Linked DNA regions of Sus scrofa: regions 2, 3 and 4 are each linked to region 1. Evidence: chromatin contacts called from public Hi-C and targeted proximity ligation data. All regions are on one chromosome and are shown on one strand. The core of a region is the stretch at or near the end of the contact, and the rest is flanking DNA. Distances in the headings are between cores, read along the strand shown. Region 1 holds the start of STAU2 (double-stranded RNA-binding protein Staufen homolog 2). Region 2 holds the start of LY96 (lymphocyte antigen 96). Region 3 holds the start of ELOC (elongin-C). Region 4 has its middle 41 kb from the start of LY96.

Region 1 (6,614 bases), core at 2,373-4,872:
AGAACCAGCTGTTGTATCTAAATTAGCCAAAAAATCAGTAATTAGTTGGTAATATTTGATCAAAATATTTATTGAACAATATGTTTGATAAGACTTGAGAGAACTGCATACTTTCTCAAATAAAATTTTCTTTCCTTACTGTTAATAATTATGTTTGTAATTTATTTCTACTGCTTTTTAGTACAGTGTTTAGGCCACTGATAATCTACCTATTTTGACATCATTATTGTGGAAAACATACTGAGTTTCAAGGAATTAATTTATTAGTGAACAGGCAAAAACCTTGGAAATTTCCACAATGGTATTCTAATAGAGGTAAAGGATTGGGAAGTTTTTTTTTTTTTTTCTTTCATGTATTTATTTAGCCATTCATTTCTTTCTTTCTTTTTTTTTTTTTTTTTTTTTGTCTTTTTGCTATTTCTTGGGCTGCTCCTGCGGCATATGGAGGTTCCCAGGCTAGGGGTCGAATCGGAGCTGTAGCCACCGGCCTGCGCCAGAGCCACAGCAACGCGGGATCCGAGCCGCGTCTGCAACCTACACCACAGCTCACGGCAACGCCGGATCCTTAACCCACTGAGCAAGGCCAGGGACCGAACCCACAACCTCATGGTTCCTAGTCGGATTCGTTAACCACTGCGCCACGACGGGAACTCCTATCCATTCATTTCTAAGTTCCATGAGGACAAAGGCTTTGCCAATTATTTTCATTGCTATATATCCCTAGGCTGTGAATAGTACTTGGTAAATTGTAGGTACAGAGTAAATGTTTGTCCATTTCACTAATCCATTCATTCAGCCAGCATTTATTTTATTTTTTAAATTTTATTGAGGTATAGTTGATTTACAAAGTGTACTTCAGGTGTATAGCACAGTGATTCAGTTACACACACACACACACACACACATATGTACATATATATTCTTCTTCATGTTCTCTTCCTTTATAGGTTATTACAAAATATTGAGTATAGTTCCCTGTGCTAAACAGTAAGTCCTTGCTGGTCATCTATTTCTTATATATATATAGTAGTGTGTATATGTTAATCCCCAAATCTTAGTTTATTCCTCCCCCTGCCTTTTCCCTTTTGGTATGTTTGTTTTCTGTGTCTGTGAGTCTTTTTCTGTTTTGGAGTAAGTTCATTTGTATTTTCTTTCTTTTCTTATACTCCACATATCAGCAATATCATGTGATATTTATCTTCTTCTGTCTGGCTTCTTTCATTTAGTATGATAATCTCTAGGGCCAGTCACTCATTCAGCCAGTGTTTACTGTTCAGCACAGGCACTGTGCTAGATGCTGCAGAAGCAAAGATTCAGGAAGCCATTGTTCTTGTCTTCAAGGAGCTGATGGTATGTTGGAAGAAACAAATACTGTGTCGTGATAAAAACATGTTCAGGGGAGTTCCTGTTATGGCTCAGCAGGTTAAGAACCTGACATAGTATTTGTGAGGATGCGGATTTGATTCCTGGCCACGCTCACTGGTTTAAGGACCATGATGAGTTTGAAAGCATTATCCTTTTCTGATGGTTGAATATTTGACTGCAATGGTACCTGGTAAAGACACACTGATAAATTTGCTGCTTTGTTTTAATCAGCTTCCAATAGGACCAACACTCTTCAGATATCTATTATTTTTAACTCACACATAAACATTTCACTGTAAGGTCAAATCCCAAGATGTGTGGATTTCCATGTTACTCAGGTGATTTCATGCCCTGATGCTATCTACACACCTTGAGCCATTGAAAGTGCTGATTCATGCTTAAAAATAACTTTCTCTGTGATAATTATAGCTTTTTTTTTTTTTTTTTTGCTTTTGGCTGCAACTATCCTGGGCCAGGGATCGAACCTTTGCCACAGTGACTCAAGCTGGTACAGTGACAACGCAGGATCCTTAACCTGCTGAGCCCTGAGGAAACCCCCCATTATGGCTTCTAAAAACTCATTGTATTTGGGGTTTAAATGTAACATGCTCATAGTCTCCTTAACAAGTGGATAACCAAAGACTTAAATCAGTTTTAAGAAAAAGTTACAGTGGAGATAAAGTTTTCAATTAATTTTAATGACCCGAATTAGAGGGAATGACACTTCTGACCACTTCAGAGTCCTTTCTAAAAGCGTAAACTCATCCATTTATTCCAAAGGCATTTACTTCCACTTACTGGCTATTGGATGCTGGGACAACAAAGAGGAATGAGATACAGAGACTGGCCTTAAACAATGTACTGTTCGCCATGTGGAGTCAGGCTCAATAATAATCTGATACACCAACTAAGTCAGAGGAGAGAGTCAGAGGAAAAGTGTGGCTTGCTCAGAGGAATTAGAGAGGTGATTTTATTTATTTATTTTTTGGTCTTTTTAGGGCGGCACCTGCAGCATATGGAGGTTTCCAGTCCAGGGGTCCAATTGGAGCCGTAGCTGCTGGCCTACCCCACAGCCACAGCAATACCAGGTCCAGGCCCCCTCTTCGACCTATACCACAGCTCACCTCGACACCAGCTCCTTAACCCATGGAGAGAGGCCAGGGATCGAACCTGTGTCCTCATGGATGCTAGTCAGATTCATTTCTGCAGAGCCATGACCGGCACTTCAAGGAGGTGATTTTGGAATGATTTGAAGGATGATTTGCTCCTTGGGTGAGGAGAGGGTGGACTGCAGGGAGAGGAGGTAGCTGAGGAGAGGCACACAGGTGGGAGGCTTGTCCCTTGATACTGCAGGTGTATGGACTCATTCAAAACATTCAACAGGTATTTGAATGCAAGGCCTGAGCAGCTAGAAGTCCTTACTCAAGGACTAGAGCAGATTTAGGGAGGATGCACCAAGTTTGAAGGAACCAGCAGAGGTGAAAAGAGGGGAAGGAGCTAGGACAGAGTTCTAGGGGGAAAATGCAGCTGTAGCTATTATTTTACCAAGTACATGCCAGGCTCTGTTTAAAGGGCTGTATACATACTATCACAGTTAAATACATGTTATCACATGTTATCTCCCCTTGAACAAAAGAATAAACAGACTCATTGGGTAACTAACATGCCCATGGTCTCCTGGCTAGTAAGTGGATAACGTGGCCTGGTTATCTAATTCAGATGCCCTTGCTTTTAAGCACTAGCTACAGTGTCTTCCCAGCTGCTCAGGGACCTATGGTTTTAGGTGATGTCTGAAATCACAGGCCTAGTCCACACTGCTCAGGTGGAGAACTGACACTGGGAGGGAACCCTGGGAATAATAATGCAAATGGACAAGTGAAAATACAATAATAACCCTATTTCCAGACTTTATTGCCGGATTATTTATGGTGCAATTTATGGTGCAGTGGCCTGTTGAATTTCACTGGGCTTAACTGGGTTGAAGTTATCCGGACATCACTAACCCACATCAAAACCAGGACGAATCAAGAAGGAATTCGAGTTTTCTGGCACCCTTGGCTCAACAATCTAGGATCTAGGACACTGTTCTAAGGTGATCATCCTTATTGGTTCGAAGGATTTCTTTTTTATGTGACCACAGACGATTTCTTTTGTGGCTGAGGAGGTTGTCGGGCCACGCTGCGGCTCTTGGAGAGCAGGTGATTACCGATCACTAGTGTTTTCTGGGCGAGACAGTTGCGCCAACCCCCTCCCCTTCTCCCCCGCCCCCCTCCTCCTCGCAGTCGAGAAAGGTGCAGGATCCGCTAAACCGTGCAGCGCACAGCGGCGGCCAGAGCCGACGCGGGATGGTCGCGCGTCCCCAGCAGAGCAGAGAGGGCCAGCGACGGAGCCTGGGGAAGGTACGGGCGGGGGATCGGGGTTCTGACACTGCCTGGAAGGAGCAGTGGGTCAACTGGGTGGGGGAGACAGTTGCCGAGTGCAGGTGTGGGAGAGGCTGCCCCAGGCCCATCCTTTGCAGCCGAGGAGGCGGGCAGCTGGACTGGAGACCAGGAGCCTGGGGTCGGGGTGGGGTCCCCGGGCACTCGCTCGCCCTGCTTCCCAAAAGTCCCTGGGGACCGGCCCTGGCCCCGAGGCCGGCCTGCCGGCGCCACCACCGCAGCGCCCGTGGCGGCAGCTGCTGCGTCCGACTGCCGGCCGCCAGGGGGCGGGAGTGGCGCCGCGAACAATGGCCGCGCTCGGCCGCGCGCCGGCGAGTGGAGGAAGGAAGGGAGGGAGGGCGGGCGCCCGGTGCGCGGCCGCGGGGCGGGGGGGCGGGCCAGGGGCGCGCGCGCGCACACCGGGCGAGCTGGGGCGCGGGAGCGGCTGCGTCGGCGGGGGCGCGCGGCGCGGGCCCGGGAGGGCGCGGCGGGAGCGCCGGGGAGGCGGGCGGGCGGGCAGGCGGAGGCGGGGGGCGGGGAGCCCGAGGGGTGGAAGCCGGCGGCGGCGGCGGCGGCGGCGGCGGCCGAGTGGGGTCAGTTCTCTGTAGTGTTTGCCAATGTTGGAGCCGTCTGCAAAGTGTCCCTGGCGAGAAGGTAAATTCCCTGGAGGAGGGGTGCGTCCGGGAGACCCCGACATCCGCCCCGCTGGCGGAGGAGACAGAGGGCGCTGGGGAGCTTTGCAGGTTCGCGGCGCGCGGCGAACCCCGAGAAGAGCGGCCCCTTCGCGGCCTCCCCTCCCCCGCGCCTTCCCTCCCTCCGCGGGCTCGCTCCGGGCGGGAGGGGGAGGGAAGGAGGATGGCGGGGGCCGGGGAGCTGGGGAGGTAGCGAAAGAATTGGGGGGGGCGTGTGTGGAGGGGGTGGGTCGACACAGGTGTCTGGAGAGGAGGAGCCGGGAGGAAGGCGAAGAGGCCGGTGCGAACGTGGTGCGGTGGCGGGGGGGTGTGTGCCCCAGGGTAGTAGGGACCTGGGAAGGTGGGGTCTTGGGGGCGGGGGTGGGAACCGGGAAGGGGGGATAGCGGGGGTAGTGGCGGTGCGGGAGGGGGAAGGCTGGGGGGAGGTCCTTGCGGAGAGGAGGTTGGGAGGGGAAGGGAAACTGGGGGGGGGGGAGGCCCATCCTGGGAGGGTCTGCGGGGAATGGGCCTAGGGGCGCGGGAGCAGCGGCGGGGCGGGGGCGCGCCGGGGGGCGGCGGCGGTGGCTATTTCTGTAGAATGGGCAAGTGATGAAGACGTAACGCGCCGAAATGGGGAAGGTAGGTGGGGCCGAGGGGGACAAAATATATCCTATGACAGGCAAGTTCTGCCGTGGCTCCTACGAACTACTCCGGTGAGGGCTCTGCTTAAAGGGGTAGTTGGCAGTTGTGACCTTGCGGAGGTGAAGGGAGTCGGGCGAAGAGGCAGATCAGTTACAGACTCCACGGTGTAAGGACAGAGCCTCCAGTCCCTCCGGGGAGAGCCGCGTGGATTGTGTCGTGGGGGCTGTTCTGCAGAGGCAATTGAGACGCGACGCTGATATTCTTCGGGAGGGGGGCTGGGATAATGGCCTCGGGGTTCTGGAAGTCCCTGGAAATATGTGCAGAATTTTGCATTTGTGGATAATTTTCTTTGGAAAGGGGCCATACTTGGCGTGACACCCGCCCCCCCCCTTCCCTTTCCCTTTTAAGGTTTAGAACTACTTGAGTTGAGAAGGACCGTTCAATTAGAGGAAGGTACTATAGGATTTTCAAGTGGGTGGTTCCTGCAGAAAGCTCTTTTAAAGGTATTTCACTGTTCGCTGCAAACCTTTATTTTTAATGTTTGAGTTCACAATTTTGGCGAACTTTTGCCAAGTCTTACTGCTCTTCTGATGCATCCTTATGTTTTAAGAAAGCATGATGAACATTTGAAATCAAAATTGTGATGGGCAGGCAGGATAATAGTAACCTTGTAGGAGAAAAGATTGCAACATTGCTCCTGAAGGCTATTTCTTCTCCGTCCTTGATTTCTTAAGATGATTCACATACACTGTTGTGAATTGAGCTGCAGTGGGGAAAAAAAATCTCATTTAATAAAACATCAAAACCAAGACATTCTACATCTTGCTTGTTTTGTAATAGGGCAAGTTTTTCATTTTGTCTATATTTTACTGCAAACCAGAGATAACACATACCACTTGAATTGTAGATTTGCTGCATTTTGCAGCAGGCCTGTATTAAATTTGTGAAGCACTTACACCAAACTATGTGATGTCTGTGTTTTTTTTTTTTTTTTTTTTTCTGGCTATGGTTTTAACTCAAGTCACCGTAGCCACATCATTCCATGGCATTGTAATTTGAAATTTATTCCTCAGTGATTATTAGTTGGTAGGTATGGTGCAGATTTCCCATATGCCACTAAAATTTTCCTTAACTTGTTTTGTATTTGTAAAAATATTGCTGTATAATTGTATGTACTGTTAATTTCAGATAGAATGACATGTAATTTTTTTTTTTTTGCCCTGTGGCATGTGGAAGTTCCAGCCCAGGGATCCAAGCCGTGCCACAGCAGCAACCTGAGCTGCTGCAGTGATGCCAGATCCTTAACCCACTGCACCACAAGAAAACTCCACCAATTTTTAAGTTTTAGTTTTTTTATTTGGAAATAATTATAAACTTACAGAAAACTACCAGGAATAAGAACAATACAAAGAAAGGCTATTCATGTCACTGTAACTTAGATTCATCTGTTACCATTTTACCAAATAATCATTTGATCTCTCTTTGTCACACACACAATATTTTTTTCCTGGACCATTTG
Region 2 (7,036 bases), core at 2,907-5,406, 190 kb before region 1:
ACGGCAAAAGGTTTGCATAAAACAGGAAGATGGACAAGAATATTTCAGAGAAGAGTAAGACTCTAAAGGCTGGTAAAGAGGCTGGTCTACTTGGCGTTGGGGGGACATTCCAGATGCCAAGACAAACACACTTAGCCAGGAAGACCACACTGCAACCACCCATCCAATCAATCAACAAGTTCTGTCAACTCCATCTTCAGAACACTTCCGGAGTCTGACCCCTCTCACCACCTCACTGCCACCCACCCCGGTCCAGGTCACCATTCTCTCGATCACCTGGATTGTTGCAACAGCCTCCCAAAATGTTGCCCACTTCCACCTTTGCCACAGCCTTACAGATTATCATCAACAAGGGAGCCAGACAGAGCTTTTTTTTTTTCTTTTTGTACTTTTAGGGCCACACCCACGGCATATGGAGGTTCCCAGGGTAGGGGTCTAATCAGAGCTATAGCTGCTGGCTTACACCACAGCCACAGTAATGCAGGATCCAAGCTGCACCTGCGATCTACACCACAGCTCACAGCAACGCCGGATCCTTAACCCACTGAGCGAGGCCAGGGATCAAACCCGCAACTTCATGGTTCCTAATCGGATTCATTTCCACTGAAAAAACTCCTTTTTTTTAAATAATGATTTTTATTTTTTCCATTATAGCTGGTTTATAGTGTTCTGTCAATGTTCTACTGTGTGGCAAGGTGACCCAGTTACACATATGTGTACACATTCTTTTTTCTCACATTATCACACTCCATCATAAGTGACTAGACATAGTTCCCAGTGCTACACAGCAGGACGAGCTTTGCTCACAGTAAAAGATAGGTCCTCCTGAACCCCATCCCCTCCCCACTTCCTTCTATGATGTCGTCTTCTACCACGTCCCCTGCACTCACTCCATGGCAGCCATACGGGCCTCCTTGCCATCTCTCCATCACCAGCCATGTTCCCACCTCAAGGCCATCGTGTTTGCTCTTTCCTCCACCCCTTCCCTTGGCTGTCAGCGAGGCTCACTCCCTCAACTCTTCTGGTCCTTGCTAAATGTCACCTTCTCAGAGAGGGCTTCCTTGACCATCCTGGTTTTTTGTTTAGGGCCACAGATGCAGCATATGGAAGTTCCCAGGAAACCAAACCAGCTTGATCTTGGACCTCCAGCCTCCAGAACGATGAGAAATAAATTCCTATTGTTTAAGTCGCCTAGTCTGTAGTGTTTTGTTATGGCAGCCCTAGCACATGACTGTTCTGTATGTGCCCGGTAGCCTGTCCAAATGGAAATCATCCTCACAGAAAGGACTGGAGCACCAACATCCTGACAGTAATATGGAGAGGAGTCAATGCTTCCCCACATGGTGTGTTTCCATCTCAGCCAGGATGGGTTTTATTTTACTTTATTTTGTTGTTTAGGGACACATCCACGACACATAGATGACCAGGCTAGGGGTCAAATTGGAGCTGCAGCTGCCAGTCACAGCTAGAGCCACAGCAATGCCAGATCCAAGCCATGACTTTGAACTACACCACAGCTCACGGCTGCTGGATCCTTAACCCACTGAGCAAGGCCAGGGATCAAACCCACATCCTCATGGATACTAGTTGGGTTCATAACTGCTGAGCCACAAAGGAAACCCCCAGGATGGATTCTTGAAGGCAGGGAAGGGATGCCTTGGCGGGGGGTGGGGGTAGGGGGGTGGATGGCAGCAAACAGAGTCTCGCTGTAGCTCTGCACCCTACTTGCTCCCCATGGTCCCTACATCCATGGAGCAGCTGGAAAGGACCACAGAATTTCTCAGCATTTCAGAGAAACAAGTAAGATCCCTCCTCAATGATCATATCAAAAGACAAATTGGATTACTGTTACTAGAAGATTAAAAGCTAAATAATAATAGGGAGTGTTATATAAGTCAAAGCCAGAGGAGACACAGCACAGGGAAGGTGTGTGGGGAAAAAGACCTAGGGCAGGAGAGAAGAGGGCCAAGGGCACCAGAGCCTGGAAACGGGGAAAGGAACCTGACGTTGGGGATGGAGAATCCTCAGGGGTAAGCTGAGAGGGAATTCAGCACAACCACATACAGGAAAAAGCCACCAGCACGAGTCTGGCCATACACCTAAGTCTTGTTTCACATCTGGCAGTTACCCTACTTTCCCGGAAGTAACTTCATATTAACATTTGCCACAGTTTGCAGGACTGTAAACACACACTCAAAAAATAAAATGAAATAAAACAGGAGCTCCCTTCATGGCTCAGGGGAAACAAATCTGACTCGCATCCATGAGGACCCAGGTTCGATCCCTGGCCTCACAGAGTGGGTTAAGTGCCATGAGCTGTGGTGTAGGTCGCAGATGCAGCTGTGCGTAGGACAGCGGCTACAGCTCCAATTCGACCCCTAGCCTGGGAACCTCCATATGTCACGGGTGCAGACCTAAAAAGACAAAAATAAATAAGTGAGTAAATAAATAAATAAATAAATAAATAAATAAATCTGAAAATTGGGAGATGAAATGGGTTTCTTTATCACAGAACTTCTCAGAACACAAAGTACATTTGTAAATCTCCCCCAAACGATTAGACCATAAATCCTTGTTCCCCAGAGAGTCTCAAAGAACTAGTATTTTCCAAAGGATTCCATTAAACCTTCTTGATATCACTAGTGGATAGAAAAGACCAACCAATCCATGGAGAGCACCAAACCAAACAGGCAACCCCCAAGCAAATATTTGTAGAGAAAGAGGGCAACACAAAACAAGACAAAAGAAAATAATAGTGATCCAACCAGTTAATAGCATTAGAATGTGGCTGATTTTTCTTTTTTTTTTTTTTGGCTGCATGCAAGGCATGTGGAAGTTCCCAGGCCAGGGATCAAACTCATGTCACAGCAGTCACTCAAGCCACTGCAGTGACAAACCAGGATCCTAAACTCATTGCACCAAAGGGAAGTCTTGATTTTTTTAAAAATTTATTTTATTTTATTTATTTACTTATTTATTTATTTATTTATTGTCTTTTTGCCATTTCTTGGGCCGCTCCTGCAGCATATGGAGGTTCCCAGGCTAGGAGTCCAATCGGAGCTGTAGCTGCCAGCCTAAGCCAGAGCCACTGCAGCGCAGTATCCGATCTGCGTCTGCGAACTACACCACAGCTCACGGCAACACCGGATCGTTAACCCACTGAGCAAGGGCAGGGATTGAACCCGCAACCTCATGGTTCCTAGTCAGATTCGTCAATCACCGTGCCACAACGGGAACTCCGATTTTTTTTTTTTTTAAATAATCAGTATTAGTATTTCTATGTGGCTCTGTGCCACATAGAGAGAAAAATCTGCTTCAAAACAATCCACATAAAAAAGGTTCAGAAACCACTTTCAGGAGTTCCCGTCTTGGCTCAGCAGAAATGAATCTGACTAGTATCCACTAGGACACAGATTTGATCCCTGGCCTCGCTCAGTGGTTAAGGATCTAACTGACAGAATCAGGCTTACATCTAATCAGGGAGGCAATTCCAAGAGTCTTCAAAAACCACAGGCTGAAACACTTACAGAGCCCCTGTTACATGCCCAACATTGTGCTGGGAAAAAAACCCAAAAACCAAAAAACAAACAAACAAAAAAACACAGCCCGGAGCAATAATCAATTCTGGGAAGCAGCTAGGACCCTTCTACCTTCTCAAGAAGAACCAGTCAGCCTTACAGCTGAGGCAAAATGAGTCCGAAGCAGGCAGTTCTAGCAAAACTGCAAAGAATCTGAAACAGACGCACTTGGAGGTCAAGTACAACGAAGTTCAGACTCGTGAGGTCTGTAAAGGATCAAGAAAATCCACCCGGGGCAGTAACTAGACATCATTTTTGCTGCCAGCAGCTGGTACAGGCAGTCATTTCCTGTGTCCCGCCCAGCAACAGCAGAAGGTTTTTGTGAAAACGTACCCTGAAAACAGTTGTTCGTCCCTGCTTTGCCCTTTTACTTACCACAGTAGTTGTACCAAAGACTTGCATCAGAGGAATTGCAGATCCACATTTTCTCCCTAGGTTCAGTAAATATGGAAGAAAACAAGGTGGAAAACAGCATAAATGGAAACATGCTTCAATATCTCCAAAATGTTAAAAATGTAAGGAGAATCAGTAACTAATCATCAGACTCTTCCCTTTTAATAAGCAGAAAAGATTTAACTTAGTCATCAGTCACATGATTTCTGAGTCGCTACCCGACTGTTCCTCTTTTGAGTGTGTGTGCATGTGTGTGTTGAATATTTGAGCACTTCCTGCAAGAGGAGAGGAAAATGATTTGTAATGTACTCTTCAAACACGTGATACAAAGGCGAGCACAGCGCTTTAAAAACAAAACCAGGTACTTCCCAGTCACTACTAACAAAACCAGTCTGTGGGTCTTTTTTAGAAGCTTAAAAAACCAGCATGCCCTGCAGCAGCTTGGATGGACCTAGAGAAATCATAAGATATCAGTTATATGTGGAATCTCATTTTTAAAATGATACAAATGAACCTATTTACAAAAAAGAAACAGATTTCAAAAATCAATTTATGGTTACCAAAGGGGAAATGTGGGTGGGAGGGGGATAAATTAGGAGTTTGGGATTAACAGATACACACTACTATATTCAAAATAGATAACCAACAAGGACCTACTGCATAGCTCAGGAAACTCTACTCACTATCCTGTAATAAGCTATATGGGAGAAAGAATGAATATATCCATATATATAACTAAATCACTTTGCTATACCCCTGAAACTAACACAACATTGTAAAACAACTATATTCCAAAAAAAAATCCCCAAAAACATTAGCACTCTTTATCCCTCTGCATTGCTGTTCTCTCCCACAAGTTTTTTTTGTTTGTTTGTTTTTTCGTCTGTTTAGGATTGCACCTACAGTGTATGGAAGTTCCCAGGCTAGGGGTCAAATCAGAGCTGCAGTTGCCAACCTATGCCACAGCCACAGCCAACACCAGATCTCAGCCGAGTCTGCAACCTACACCACAGCTCGTGGCAACACTGGATCCTTAACTCACTGAGCAGGGCCAGGGATCAAACTTGTATCCTCATGGATACGAGTTGGGTTCATTACCACTGAGCCACAACGGGAACTTTCTCTTCCACAAGTTTGTTATACAACAATTCTCTGGACCCAGAGAGCAGGACCTGTAGATCTGAACTGAACAGTCTCATGCTGTTTCTGCTCAGAGAAAGTTTCAGCCAAAGGATGGAGCTCAGCTGGAGGAGACTCTAAGCACAGGACACTAGCTGTGGTTCTGTAATTGCGGGCAGGGGTCCCACCAGGCGTGAGATTCACTCACTTTAGCAAACTACAGGTCCAGGGGCTACTTTGAGCTCTAGTAATGAAATGGTCATTATTTTGTGAGTGGAAATATTTCACTGTTATTTCACTCTGTTCTAGAAAAACAGATAGCCCTTTAGATGCTTTGCTACCTGAAATCCTTTATAGGACGAGGTTTGGGATTTGTAGCCAAAAATGGCATGGAGTTCAAGCTCTAAACATCTACAAGTTTAGAGGAAAATAATATTTGTAAAAGGTTTGACTGAAGATCTGTACTACTTCACCATTTTTTTAAAAGGTGAAAATCTATCAGGGGGTGGGAGAATCTGGGGAAATGGGGGGTTTCTCGATGGGAGTGAGTTTCAGCAAAATGAAAAACTTTTAGAGAGCTGTTGCATACCAATGTAAATATAATTAACAGTCCCGAACTGTACATTTGGTTAAGATGGTAAATTTTATGTTATATATTTTTACCACAATTTAAAAAAATATTTTAGGAGAGTTCTTGATGTGGCTCAACAAGTTACGAACTAGACCAGTATCCATGAGAACGCAAGTTCAATCCCTGGCCTCCTTCAGTGAGTTACGGATCCAGTGTTGCCTGAGCTGTGGTCTAGGTTGCAGGTACAGCTTGGACCCCATGTTGCTGTGGCTGTGGGGTAGGCCGGCAGCTGCAGCTTATATTAGGCCACTAGCCTGGGAACTTCCACAGGTACGGCCTTAAAAATATATATATATATATATATATATATATATATATATATATATATATTTAGGAGTGACTGCTGTGGCCCAGTGGTTTAAGAATCTGATGCAACAACAACAACGACCAAAAGACAAAAAAAAAAAAAAAAGAAAAAAAAAGAAAAGGAGTTCCCGTCGTGGCGCAGTGGTTAACGAATCCGACTAGGAACCATGAGGTTGAGGGTTTGGTCCCTGCCCTTGCTCAGTGGGTTAACGATCCAGCGTTGCCGTGAGCTGTGGTGTAGGTTGCAGACGCGGCTCGGATCCTGCGTTGCTGTGGCTCTGGCGTAGGCCGGTGGCTACAGCTCCGATCCAACCCCTAGCCTGGGAATCTCCATATGCCGCGGGAGCGGCCCAAGAAATAGCAACAACAACAACAACGACCAAAAGACAAAAAAAAAAAAAGAATCTGATGCAACAGTTTGGGTCACTGCAGAGGTGTGGATTTAATTCCCAGACCAGTGCTTTGGGTTAAAAGATCCAGCCTTGCCACAGCTGTAGCACAGATTACAGCTGTAGCTCAAATTCAATCCCTTCCATATGGGGGACTTCCATATGCTGTGGGTGTAGCCATTATATATATATATATATATATATATATATATATATATATATTACGGCAAAAAAAAGAGGAAAACTCCATGAGTGCTCCTAGTAGTCTCAAAATACCAATTCTCACTAAAAGGAGCAAAGACTCTAGAGAAATTGCTGCTTCCAGGTTGGAGGCAGAAAAGATGAGCCTAGAACATCTGCTCACATTGAATTACCAATCTGAAGACAGTCCCATTGACCAAAGGTGGGTTTCCTACTGCTGCTTTAACAGATAACCACAAACTTAGTGCCTTAAGACAATACAAATGTAAGATACAGTTCTGGAGGTCAGAAATCTGAAATCAGTTTCAATGGGCTAAAATCAAGCACAGCTGGGTTTTCCAGAGACTCTAGGGGAAGAATCCATTGCCCTTTTCATTCCTTTATCTTCAAGGTCCAGCACTCCAATCTCTGCTTCCATT
Region 3 (6,668 bases), core at 3,511-6,010, 170 kb before region 1:
AGCAATGGTTTAGTAGAAAATAAGTGGAACTCGTTCATGTAATGTTGATACTTGTCAAATTTGTCATCGGAAATCATTTTCATCCATATATACATTCGTTCGTCATTTGTTATAAAGGCATTGGACCCCTCGCCTATTGTCAGGATTAAACTGGAAGCAGAGGATACAAAGACACTGGATAATATTGGGAATCCAATATTACACAGTGCTTACATAGTGAAGGAAACACCTAAAAATAAGCTAAAATATAATGCTGTAATATAATTAAAATATACCAATTCAAAATGCTGCAGAAGCCCAAAAGATAAAATGATTAAGTTGGCCTCAACGTCCAAAGGCTTCAGGTTCAGCTGAATCTTGAGAGATGAGCATCCAGCTTGTAAATACAGTTTACTATTACTGATTACTATTTAAGAACAGTTTTTGACTCAAAATATTATTTGCATAGGAGAGAAACAAATAGTCCAAAATAATATCAACTTTGCAAATCTAAATCCTGTTTTTTTCTTAGTATCCAGAAGGGTAAAATTACACCACTTCTTTATGGATAACTTCTCTTTCAAGTTATCACCCTCTTACTTTTTAAAAATTCGTTTTAGTGTTACTCATGTTACAAACAACATCAATTATCCTTTACTGTATGGATATGAATTGAAATTGGTCTGTTCATATAAACGGGTTTTTTTTTTAATTAGTTTTAAAAAGATAAACAGGAGTTCCCGTTGTGGCTCAGCAGTAGCAAAACCTACTAGTAATCATGAGGATGCAGGTTTGATCTCTGGCCTTGCTCAGTGGGTTAAGGATCCAGCGTTGCCATGAGCTGTGGTGTAGGTCACAGACAAGGCTCAGACCCTGCTCAGATCCTGTGAAATAAATAAATAAATGTCAAAAAAATAAATAAATAAACTGAATTATGTTAAAATTGAGTTTATTTAAGCAAAAATTTATTTGAATCAGGCAACACCAAACTGGAAGTGATGAGGAGTACTCCATGGACAGATGCAAGGTTTTTGCAGAGAAGATGAACATGAATCGCAAGGAAATTATTTGACTAGTTATAGCTTATACTGTTGCATTATTTGAGAAAATCTAGTTGGCTCTTTGTGACTGGTTGTCCCTATCTTTGAGGCATTTGTAAGAATTGACTTTGAGAGTTCTGTTATAGCTCAGCGGTTAACGAACCCGACTAGTATCCATGAGGATGCGGGTTTGACCCCTGGCCTTGCTCAGTGGGTTAAGGATCTGGCGTTGCCATAAGCTGTGGTGTAGGTCAAGGATGCGGCTCAGATCCCACATTGCTGTGGCTGTGGCACAGGCTGGCAGCTACAGCTCCAATTCAACCCCTAGCCTGGGCACCTCCATGTGCCACAGGTGCAGCCCTAAAAAAAAAAAAAGAAGAAAGAAAAAAAAATACAAAAAGAATTGACTTTGGCTTAGGTTTCATTTGCTCACTAAACTATGAAGGCATCAGAGCCATCTCAGTCTAATGGCCTCGTATGAATACGCAAAAATATGCTATGAAAGCAATTTTTTTTTTGGGGGGTCTTTTCTAGGGCCGCTCCCGTGGCATATGGAGGTTCCCAGGCAGGGGTCTAATCGGGAGCCACGGCTCACGGCAACGCCGGATCCTTAACCCACTGAGCAAGGCCAGGGATCGAACCTAAAACCTCATGGTTCCTAGTTGGATTTGCTAACCACTGCGCCATGACAGGAACTCTGAAAGCCTGAATTTTTATCTTCTATTAAGCTTAGTTTCTTCCTACACAAACTGTAAGCAAATGAAAATAATAACATTTGGTCTACCTGTCAAGGTTACTAAATAGCTAAAATGAGATCATATTCTGAGAACTGTGCTATTGAATTACATGGAATTGTTACTCATGCTTATTAAATAATTTCCTAATTCTAGTAATTTAGAGACCTTTATTGAATAGAAACTATTGCATGGTATTTTGTAATGATACTAAGGTTGTTAGAAGCCTTCCTTGATTCCCCATTCACATCATCTGACAGGTTCCCTTGAAAAATAGAGGGTGGGCCCTAAAAAGAAAAAGAAAAAGAAAATAAAAATGGAGGGTGGGAGCTCCTGCTGTGGCCCACTGGGTTTAAAATCCAACTGCAACGGCTTGCATAGTTGCTTTGGAGGTGCAGGTTTGATCCCCTGCTCGCTGCAGTGGTTTTTAAGATCTGGCATTCCCACAGCTGCGGCATAGTTCACAGCTGTGTCTCAGATTCAATCCCTGGCCCAGGGACTTCCATATGCCTTGGGTGTGGCCATAAAAAAATACAATAAATAAAATAAAATAAAAATAAAAATGGAGGTTGATGACAGTTTCCTCGTAGCTCAGCAGGTTAAGGATCCTGTGTTGTCACTGCTGTGTCTCAGGTTTGAAACCTGGCCCAGAAACTTCTGCCAAAAAAAAGAAAAAATGGAGACTGGTGGAAAAATTGAGAATGGGTATCACTTCCAGAAACAGACCCACAGACATAGAAAAGAAACTTATGGTTACCAAAGGGGAAGGAGGAAAGGAGGGATAAATTAGGAGTTTAGGATTAACACATATACCCTACTATATAAAAAACAGGTAAACAACAGCGACCTACTCTATTGCACATGGAACTATATTCGAAATCCTGTAATAATCTACAATGGAAAAGAATGTGAAAAAGAATATATATACACACATAGCTGAATCACTCTGGTATACAACCCGAAACTAACACAACATTGTAAATCAACTATAATTAACAAGAGTTCCCACTGTGGCTAGCAGGTTAAGGATCCAGGCTTGTCTCTGCACTAGCCTGGCCCAGTGGGTTAAAGATGTGGTTGAAGCTGCAGTTTGGATTCCTTGGCCCAGGAATTTCCATAGCCTCAGGTATGGCCAAAATTTTTGGTCATAGCAAAAAAATCATCTAGACTACATTCTAACCCTAAATCTGGGATTAGCTAGCCTCAGTATCCTCACCTGGAAAATTCTATCATTAAGCAATTACTATAGAGATCTTTTAAGAAGGCAATAATGCAGAGAAGAAAAGGGGAAGTTATAAGGAGAGAAAACAACACTTCTGAATAAAGGAGTAAAGGTATAATTGAAAAAGAGCCCAAAGGAGTTCCCCTCGTGGTGCAGTGGAAATGAATCCGACTAGGAACCATGAGGTTGTGGCTTCACTCAGTGGGTTAAGGATTTGGTGTTGCCGTGAGCTGTGGTGTAGGTCACAGACGTGGCCCAGATCTGGTGTTGCTATGGCTGTGGCATAGGCTGGCAGGTGCAGCTCTGATTGGAACCCTAGCCTGAGAACCTCCACAGGCAGTGAGTGCAGCCTTAAAAAAAGACAAAAGACAAAAAAAAAAAGAAAAAAGAAAATGAGCCCACAGCCTCCTCTTCTCCCCACCAAACTCTATTCTGAGCTACTATCATAATCTAAAAAACTGTTTAATAATTTTTACAAAAGCTTTGAATACTTTTTATCTGCCCAATCAACTAAAAATGTCTTTCAGGCCCAAAGCGTTAATTGGGTCAATAAACTTTGGATTGCCTATATCTGTTTTCCTTTTGCGGACACTGTTACACAACAGTCCTAGTTGAGCAACTTGTAATGGTGAGAGTCTTGGCCCTACATTCCTTTCGTGCCACTGTCTGGTAAACAGAGGGTGAACTTTATTTAGCTGTTTCACCCTTCCTGGAAGGGTGCCTGAATTTCACCACGGGAAAGCAAGTAGAGACGGCTCTGACTTAAAGTGGTTCAACCTACGATTTTTCGACTTGATGATGGTATGAAAACTACACATACTTAGTAGGAACCACACATAGTTTTGAATTTTCATCTTTTCTTGGGTTACCCATATGCAGTATGATACTCTCTCCCTCCATGTTGAAGGTCCTAATCGGCCACCCAGTCAAGAGGGTAAAAAATACCTTTACAACCCTTCTGTTTTTCCTTTTCAGTACAATAATCAATAAATTACATGAGATAATCAACACTGTTATAAAAAAGCTTTGCATTAGATGATTTTTGCCTAACTGTAAATTAATGTAAGCATTCTAACCACGTTTTAAGGTAGGCTAGGCTGAACTATGTTGGGTATGTTAGGCCTGTTAAATGCATTTTCCACTTACAATATTTTCAACTTCCCATGGGTTTATCAAGACATAATCCCATCTGAAGTGGAGGTAAAATCTGTAAAGAGAATAGGCGAATGGGTGTTGAGGGGAGAGCGCACCGCCCAGAGAGCTCGAGGAAGGAGAAGCAGAGGGGGCGTGGAGTGACAAAGCTGGTGTCAGAGTAACTTCAGAATCCAGAAGCTGAGCACCCCGGTGGCTGGGAGGTGGACAGGGGGTGGGGGAAAGGCCCCAGAGCGGGGGTGGAGGGCGTGGTTAGTTTTCGGTAAACACTGAAAGATACCGGGAAGAGAGGAAATGAGGCCAGCGATTTCGCGAGCTGAGATGCTCTTCAACAAGCTCTACAACTTTTCAGAAAAGAGCGAAGCTGTTCCATAAAGAACACGTTCTTGTTAGGAAAGAAACTACACTCCCACTCTGCAACCTTTCCTCTAAAGGTAGTCTCCGACCTCCAGGCGCAGCCCCAATGAGAAGCTGGGACAACCTCCAAAATAACTAAGAGCAAAACTCAGCGTGAGGAACTACAAGTCCCAGGATGCAGTGCTGCCTCGGCCAATCACGACAGTACCCTCCAGGGAAACTACAAATCCCGAGATGCAGTGCTGCCTCAGGCCCCCCCCCTCCACCCTCCACCCCCCTCCCCTCTCCTCTCCCACCACCTTCTTGAGGATGCTCTAACCCTCCGCAATCAGATCGGGGTCGGTGCTGCATGCTGGGAATCAGAATACCCAGAATAGGATTGGTTGAGACTTGCCGAGGACCGCCGTCCTTCCAGGCTGGCCTGGGGGTGAAGGGAGGGGGCGCTGCACACTTCCTGTGGACGCCGGCAAGCGACGGACTCAGCGCGTCCCTGCCTCGCCAGGTACTAATCTCCCGCGCGTCGTAGAAAGCGTCCGTGACCCAGCGGAAGTGATTCCTCTAACTGCCCCGGAACCCACGGCGGCAGGCGGCTGGGGGTGGGGGGGTGGCCCTGGTGTAGGGGCTGTGGCGGTGCGCGGGGACCCGGTGCGGTGGCTGCGGTGGCTGCGGGGCTGACGAGTGAGTCTCGGGCTGGGGTGGGACCGGAGCTCCGGGTTCGCGTGGGGGACAAGGGAAGCTCGTACTGGGCTCGCTTGCAACCTCACTTCCCACCTCTTCCCATTTGGGCGGGGAAGGAACGGAAGCTCTTAACCTCCCCCTGGCGTCTTCAGCTCCTGGTTTGGGGGAGGGGAGAGGAGGGCGGCGGGACCTTTCCTGGCGCAGATCCGTGGGCTTGGAAAAGAGGGAAAAGGAGGGGCGGCGGCCGGCGAGACTGGGCCTCCTCGGGGTTGTGAGCGGGGAGGGTGGAGTGAGTAGCATGGCAGCCCTGTCGCTTTTCCTTTTTGCTTTCCCCGGGTGCACTCAAGATTTCGTCCTTTTCTTGGAGTCAGCTCCTAGTCACAGGAGAGGGTCCTTCACTCTTTGCAGCTGCGGGACCCGGAGAAGTTCATCTTTTGGGCAACTTGTCGGGTGATCTCAGCCTGACGTGGTGATTTGGGGCTGTCGTGCATCTGCCTCCCAGGCTCATCTGAAAGGCGGTATCTCGTGTAAAGTACAGTGGCCATTAAGTTACTCTGATGGAACTAGTTCGAGTTTTCAGTGCGAGCATTTCTACTCTGCATCGCCTTCAGTATAAGAAACAACCGAAATCCTTTTAGGGTTTTAAAACCTAATTTTCACACTGCCAAATTTGCTTTTTGATCCCCGACTAATTTCCTTTTTCGTTTAGCGGACTAAAATGATACATCTCTAATCTCGTTTATGTTATAAATGTAATATAATTCATAATACAATCCACGGTTCACACGTTGGTTCATTCATTGTGGAGACACAGTGGCAAGGAGACAACTATGGTTCCTTGTCACCTTGGTTATTAATTACTTATTGCCAGTGATAGTTTGGGATTCATGTTTAATTTTTAAATGACTGTTCTTTTTTCCGTTAAGTATGAGATAACATAGTAACTCTCTACCATTCCAAAATATACATGGATAAATTTATTTTAAATGGAGGATGCTGATTTCATTACCTTATGGTAATTCTGTAATGTAATTAGGCAATTGTTTGTAGTCAGAAGTTACAGTCAGTCCTATGTATCAGGTTCTAAAGTAATAGTTTTAAAATTTATTGAAGTATAGTTGATTTACGATGTGTTAATTTCTGCTCTACGGCAAAGTGATTCAGTTATAGTGTGCCTCTGCTAATCCCAAACTCCCAACCCCTCCACCTTGGCAACCGCAAGTCTGTTCTCTATGTCTGTGAGTCTGTTTAGTTCTAAAGTAATATTTATACTTTATAAATTGCTTGTTTGTGATTTTTTGGTAGATTTTTCAGTACTTGAAAATAATCTGGGAAATCTTTGTATTTACATTGATATGCATTAATGCATTTTAGCTAGCCCGTCCTAAATGTTTACTGTTTCATTATTAAATAAGATCAGAAAAAGCCCACCCAGTAATGCTTGAAATTTCAAGGCTTGGTGACTAAGAAAACAATAGTGCCATTCACTCAAATATTTACTGAGCA
Region 4 (7,024 bases), core at 4,120-6,619, 230 kb before region 1:
TCCTTTATGACTTCAGAATTCTGTGATGATATGATGACACTATTCAACCCAGAAATAAACAAGAACGGGGGGAAAAGGGTGTTCCCATTGTGTCTCAGTGGCTTACAAACCCGACTAGTATCCATGATGATGGGGGTTCTATCCCTGGCCTCACTCAGTGGTTAAGGATCCAGAGTTGCCATGAGTTGTGGTGTGGGTGGCAGACACAGCTCAGATCACGCATTGCTTTGAAACAGCTCCTCAGAGCTACCGGGGCTTTAGTCTTCAGTGAGGCAACTGAATAAAAGATAACTCTCAACTTTATGTTGTGGGGTTTTTTTGTCGTTTTTTTTTTTTCTTTTCTTTTTTCAGTCTACAAAGACATATAAGTAAGCAGATGTAGACAGGAGCTGTGAGCCATGCAATCACACATCGACTTTACCCAAGAGGTACTAGGGTAAAATGGAATTTCTTGCACAGAGCAATGACTTGCTTCATTTTTTTATTTTAGACGGGTTGCTACGGGATTAGAACTCGGTGAAACTAGAGACTGAGAAAGACATTGTGAAAACCTAAACAAAGCCAATGAGAGTAGGTTAGGGTGTAGGAGAAAATGTCCCAATAAAAAGGTAGAAAAGAGAGACCCCGGCCATGATGACTAAGCAAAGTCCAGCCAACTGCCCCTAACCACCTCTCCCCCACGCATCCACTTCTGTAAACTTGTTTCTACAATTACTCCCTTGCCTGACCTCACTCTGGTCTGACCAGCCAAGCATGGACCAGGAAGACGGAGCCCATAAAAGCCTTGTGAAATCCTTCTTCGGGGCTCAGACTCCAGGAAGCGATATCCTCTGAGCCCGCTGGCGTAATAAACCTGAGTTCTCCACCTCTCCGAGTGCTCGCTTGGTTTCTCGTGGGGTAAAAGAGCTGATCCACTGCAGCCACAGAGCTGCTGGAGCTGGTACGCTACAGCCACAGGGCTGTCACCAGAGGTGGTACACTGCGGCGCAGGGCTGCTGGGCAGCTGCTGTAACAAGGGGACAAACAGAGATTTCAGAGGCTGAATCCACACGCTGGGACACCTATCGGATGTAAGGAGTAAAGGAGAGGAAGGAGGGCAGCTGATGCTCACCCTTCTCTGGCTTGAGCTCCTGGCTGTCAGTGGCCCCATTCACTGAAATGGGGAATACAGACTAATGAGTTCCATTTTTTGTGCCTTTTTAGGGCTATACCCATGGCATACGAAAGTTCCCAGACTAGGGGTTGAATTGGAGTAACAGCTGCCAGCCTACACCACAGCCACGCAGGATCTGAGCCTTGTCTGCGACCTACACCACAGCTCACAGCAACGCTGGATCCTTAACCCATTGAGTGAGGCCAGAGATCAAAGCTGCATCCTCCTGAATACCAGTCTGGTTCGTTAAGGCTGAGTTCCCATGAGTTCCACTTTTGATGTACTGAGGTTGGGGGGCTGTGCAAGTGTTGTTTGGCAGATACAACAGTGTCTGTCCCGCAGGGTACTTTTAAACTTTTAAAATTAATCGCCAACATTTTGTGATTAAATTTTTTGCACAAAAAATTCAAATTTGTACTTTCTCTTGAAAAAAAAAATCAGCAGATCTGAATGCATCAGGCCAGTATTTTCATATGATAATGTTGGAGAGGAATACATTTTTCTCTACCATTCTTGGTTCTTCTGGCTGGTGTGAGTTAAATTGACGTGAGACAGATTAACAGGAGAAAAATCACACAGACGTTTAATAATGTGTATACCTGGGAGAAACGCAGGAAAACTGAGTAACTCGCCCAAATGGCTGAAACCTTCACCTTAAATACTATTTAGGATGTTGAGGGCACGGATTTGGGACCTCAGAAGGAAGGAAGGTACTTTAAATCTGAAAGCATGCTATTCTCATTATTGGTCACGGCAGTATCAGGGCTACTGGTGAACACTGAGGAAATAGAAGCCCTTCACTTCCTTTCCCTGGAATTATTGCTTCCTCTTTTGGCTTTCAGAATTATAATTGAATCTGACACAGGAAAATGTGTCTTCCGCACATCAGCCACAATCACATTTCTATTTAGAACGCCCCCCTTCTTTTCTCTAGGACCCACAATATCTTATAGGTCTTCGTGTTTTGTTTTTACTTTGGTTTGGGGGGGGTTGGTTTTTTTTTGCTTTTTTAGGGCTGCACCTGCATAGGGAGGTTCCTAGATGAGGGGTCAAATCAGAGCTACACCTGCCGGCCCACGCCACAGCTACAGCAATGCAGGATCCGAGCCACATCTGTGACCTACACCACAGCTCAGTGTGACACCGGATCCTTAACCCACATCCTCATGGATCCTAATCAGGTTCGTTAACTGCTGAGCCACGAAGGGAACTCCAGGTTTTAGGTATTTTTAAATGGCCATTGTTTACAGTATTGGTGGTGGTGAGGCTGATGTTTTAGTGATGGTAATGGTGCTATGATTTTTAATCTTTTTTTTTTTTTTTTTTTTTTTTACAGCCACAACTGCAGCATATGGAGGTCCCCAGACTAGAGGTCAAATTGGAGCTGCAGCTGCTGGCCTAGACCACAGCAACTTAGAATCCAAGCCACATCTGCAACCTACACCGCAGCTCATAACAACTCCCGGTCCTTAACCCACAGAGCCAGGGATCAAAGCTGCATCCTCATGGACACTATGTCAGGTTCTTAACCCACTGAGCCACAATGGGAATTCAGTAGTTTATACTTTTATAGTCTTATCTCTTAATATATGAAAAGTAAAACATTCGTGTCTAGTAGTGGGTGGTGTGGTCAGGTGATTATAGGCAAGTTGGCCATCATTCACAGCAAATCATGTGTGTTTGTTTTTCTTTTGGGGCCACCCCTGTGGCTTAGGAAGTTCCTGGGCTAAGGATCAAATCCGAATCAGAGCTGCAAACTACACAACAGCTGCAGCAATGCTGGATCCTTAACCCACTGCACCAGGCCAGGGATCGAACTGGTGCCTCCACAGAGACAAAAGAGATCATTAACCTTCTGTGCCACATCGGGAAGTCCCACAGCCAAGTCTTGATTAGACTTATTCAGTTATCAAGACTTATTCAGTTATCAATACAACGTCAGTCTTGACTGACTGCTGAAACTCAAGAATTATTTCCTTAAATAGCAATTTAAAATACCATCTCCAATGTGTGTGTTTTTTCCACACTATCAAGAAATTAAGGAGTTCCCCTTGTGGCTCAGTGGAAACGAACCTGACTAGCATCCATGAGGACACAGGCTTAATCCCTGGCCTCAATCAGTGGGTTAAGGATCCGGCGTTGCCATGAGCTGTGGTGTAGGTCACAGATATGGCCCAGACCCCATGTTGCTGTGACTGTGGTGCAGGCCCGCAGCCATAGCTCTGATTCGACCCCTAACCTGGGAACTTCCATATGCAGCACCTGAGGCAGGGAAGGAACGGGGAGGGGAAGGAGGAAGAAAGGAAGGAAAGAAAGAGGGGGGGAAGGACGGAAGGAAGGAAGGAATTATCAGAGAACAACCAGGTGTTCCACAAATTTAACTCAATTCTGACACTATCCACCTGGAGACAGTATCAGATTCTACAAGCTAATAGCCAAATATCGCCAGACTGCACCCACTCGAGAGGCCGGTCATGGGTCCAGCTTGCTTCTGACCAACTCACTATAAATCAGAAGTCCCCATAAGCTCCTCCTCCAGGTTTAATTTGCTAGAGAGGCGCACAGAAATCCGGGAACCAGTCTACTTACTAGATCACCGGTTTATTATGCAGGATAGTAAAAGACGTGGATGAACAGCCAGATGAAGAGAAGCATAAGGCGAGCTCCTCAGTGCAGAGCTTCTGGCCCCATGGAGTTTGGGTCACCAGGGTGCGGATGGGTTCTACTTCACCAACCTGGATGCTCTAGAAAGCCCTTCCTTTGGCATTTTTTATGGAGGCTTGATTACACAAGCATGATTGATCAAACCATTGGCCATTGGCCAGCCCAGAGATTCAACTTCTGCCCCCTCCACTCCCCAGAGGGGAGGGGGTGGGACTGAAAGTTCCCCCCCTCCAATCACATGGTTGATTCCCCTGGCAACCAACCCTCAACCTTAGGTCCTTCCTAAAGGAACCTCATTGACATAAGCTCAGGTGTGGTTAAAGGGGCTTGTTACCAATATTAAGATCTCTTTATTGCTCTTAACATTTAGGACATTCCAAGAGTTTCTGTGCCAGAAACAAGAGGAAAACCAAATAATAGATTTTGCATTATAAATCATATCACACCAAGCTTCCAGATTCTAAACAGAGAAAGTACCTTTTAACTCTTTGCTTCTCAACTCTTGTGGAAAGTTCAGGTTTGAGAATTAGCATTTAGGTAGAACTGTGTGAAAGCCCTAATTCAAGCATTAGAATTTACTCCTCATCAAGCAAATGCCTGAGATGCTGCCTAACTGGGATCTTATTGCTATGACTAAAAACTGCTGAGTTTTTGTTGTTGTGTGTTTGTTTGTTTGTTTGTTTGTTTTTAGGGCAGCATTCATGGTGTAGGGTATATGGAAGTTCCCAGGCTAGGGGTGGAATTGGAGCTGCAGCTTCTAGCCTATACCACAGCCACAGCAGGCCAGATCCAAGCCTCATCTGTGACCTACACAGCAGCTCACAGCAACGCCAGGTCCCTAACACACTGAGTGAGGCCAGGGATCGAACCTGCGTCCTCGTGGATACTAGTGGGATTCGTTACCGCTGACCTACAACAGGGAATTCCTAAAATCTGCTGTGTCAAGCTGTTAGTGTACATCAAAGGATATTGTTAGAATGAGTCATATCAAATCCCAAAGCAAGAAGTGAAATGTATGTAATCTCAAAAATCAAAAAATTTTAAACAGTGCAATAACTACTTTGCTTACCAGATTATCAAAATACAGCTTTTTAAATAGATAATGAATTAAGGCAACCACAAGTGGTTCAGTCTGGCTGGAGCGTCCACCATGAGACTGGAAATAGCAAGACGGAGCCAGAGATCCAATCTATTCATTTATGCATGAATATTCACTATATAATGAATACTTATTAAGGTCTTACTATATATCAGGCAAGGGGATAGATGAAGGGGATACAATGGTGAGCAAAAATAGATATGGTCCCTGCTCTTGTAGAGATTACCACTGTCTAGTGGGATGGATAGACATCAATCAAACGATGGCACTAATTAATGTGTCATTGGATCCTGGGTTGAGTGTTGTGCCAAAGAGACCACTAGGTGTCCCCATATCCATTCGCTCTGGCAGCCAAAGCAAAGGCTACTTTTCCCAGCTCCTTTACAGCTAGGTGTGGCCACCTCATGACCCAGTTCTCAGTGAGAAGCGAGCAAAAGTAATCATTGCAACTCCTGAGTCATGCACTTAAAAGGAGTGAGAATGCTTCCCCTTTTCTTCCCTTCCACCTGCTGGAATGGGGAATGGTGGTGAATCATCTTAGAGCAGGCTGGCCGGCAACATCCTAGAGATGTCAACACAACAAGAGAGAAGGATCCGGAGCTCCCGACATCACAGAGCCTCCAGACAAGTCCTGGGCTACTTAGGCACACACTTCATTGTGAGTAAAAAATAAACTTCTGTCATATTAAGATCACCAGTGTCTCTGCAGCTAATACGTGTTTTAAACAGAAGAGTGTTCTCCGAGGAGACACAGGAGAGGGTCATGACTTATGCAGGGAGGGAGGAGGGCTCAGTTGAAGAATTGAGGTGAGAGCTTGCATTGAGGCATGGGCGAATTTAACCAGGCTGGAGAATGGGGCGGAGTGAGTAGGAGTGGCCTAGGGAGGCTAAAAAAACTGAAAGAAGACTACTGTAGCTGTTGAGCCTAGAAGAATATATAAAAATAATGATGGGGAGTTCCCGCCATGGTGCTATGGGTTAAGAACCTGACTATAGCAGCTCAGTTGCCAAAGAGGAAGTAGTTTAATCCTTGGCCAGGTGCAGTGGGTTAACAGATCTGGCATTGCCGCAGCTGCGATGTAGACTGCACCTGTGACTTGGATTCAATCCCTGGCCCAGGGTTGGGATTGAATTTTATGGCCGCAAATACAGCCATAAAATTAAAAAAAAAAAAAAAAAAAAAAAAAAAAGAATGATGGAAGTTGACACTGGATTTCAAGGGTATGAAAGCTGTATCAGAGATGTGGATCTTTAGCCTAAGAATATCAGGAAGCCATTAAAATGTTCTAAGCAGGAGCATAAAATGGTCAGATTTGTATTTCAAACATACTGCTTCAATTGGGATTAGGGTTAGGCTTGGTGTTTGGATTATATTGAATAGTCGAGAAAGAAACTGAACCCTGAGCTGGACCCTCTGGGATCCTCCTAGGAGCAAGCCTTTCCGTGTCCTCTGTTCCTTGTGTGTAGGAAATAGGCTTCCTTCAGGCTCCTTGACCTTCCCTGAGTTCCAAAGAGCAGATTCAAAGAGTTGCTAATCAGGGAAGGGAGGGGAGGCAGAGACCAGGGAGGAGCACTCAAGAGACAGGAGTGCAGGAATTCCCTGGTGGCCTGGTGGTTAGGGATCCAGCATTGTCACTGCTGTGGCTCAGGTCACTGCCATGGCAAGGATTCCATCCCTGGCTGGAGAATTTCCAGTAGTGCAGCCTTGGGGCAGGGTCCCAGTTCCTCCTCAAGGAATATACATAACAATACCTTTGAGTTCTTCTGCAGGAACTGAAGCTCCCACCCAGGTGGAGGATGGCAACTCTAGAACAAGATTCCTGGAGCACCGCCCTGTTACCTTAGCACCAACCAATCAGAAGGAAGCCACACATCAGGCAGCCCTCACCCCAAATTTTCCCTATAAATACCTTCCCCACAGCCATCAGGGAGTTCAGGGGTTTTGAGCACAAGCCACCCACTCTCCTTGCTTGGCCTCGCAATGACCCTTTCTCTGCCCCAAACTTCAACACATCTGATTGTTTGGCCTCCCTGTGCATGAGGTTCATGGACCTGTGTTTGGTAACAGAATGGTGGTAATTTTGCCTATGTTGTAGCCCCAGTGAGCG

The links. A called contact is a pair of places that touch in the nucleus more often than the background predicts.
Region 2: a contact with region 1 is called in a targeted proximity ligation map of alveolar macrophages. A contact is called at or near these places in 5 of 47 Hi-C or Micro-C datasets (adipose tissue, liver, psoas muscle and 1 more) and 2 of 2 datasets of targeted methods (alveolar macrophages and skeletal muscle).
Region 3: a Hi-C map of liver shows a contact between it and region 1, with 2.8 times the contacts expected there. A contact is called at or near these places in 2 of 5 promoter capture datasets (fetal liver and liver), 10 of 47 Hi-C or Micro-C datasets (adipose tissue, embryonic fibroblasts, heart right ventricle and 3 more) and 2 of 2 datasets of targeted methods (alveolar macrophages and skeletal muscle).
Region 4: a contact with region 1 is called in a targeted proximity ligation map of alveolar macrophages. A contact is called at or near these places in 1 of 5 promoter capture datasets (liver), 20 of 47 Hi-C or Micro-C datasets (alveolar macrophages, blood, embryonic fibroblasts and 10 more) and 2 of 2 datasets of targeted methods (alveolar macrophages and skeletal muscle).

Annotation. Positions count from the first base shown.
Region 1 is chr4:62,135,834-62,142,447 of Sscrofa11.1, forward strand. STAU2 (double-stranded RNA-binding protein Staufen homolog 2) reads left to right here and starts at 3,623. Exons shown (of 14, transcript XM_021089210.1): 1 at 3,623-3,764.
Region 2 is chr4:61,946,474-61,953,509 of Sscrofa11.1, forward strand. It overlaps LY96 (lymphocyte antigen 96), which reads right to left and starts at 4,157. Exons shown (of 5, transcript NM_001104956.1): 1 at 3,954-4,157. The coding sequence starts at 4,065.
Region 3 is chr4:61,966,343-61,973,010 of Sscrofa11.1, forward strand. It overlaps ELOC (elongin-C), which reads left to right and starts at 4,761. Exons shown (of 4, transcript XM_001927321.6): 1 at 4,761-4,986.
Region 4 is chr4:61,906,357-61,913,380 of Sscrofa11.1, forward strand. No RefSeq gene overlaps it. Among named protein-coding and RNA genes, the nearest start is that of LY96, 41 kb to the right of the region's middle.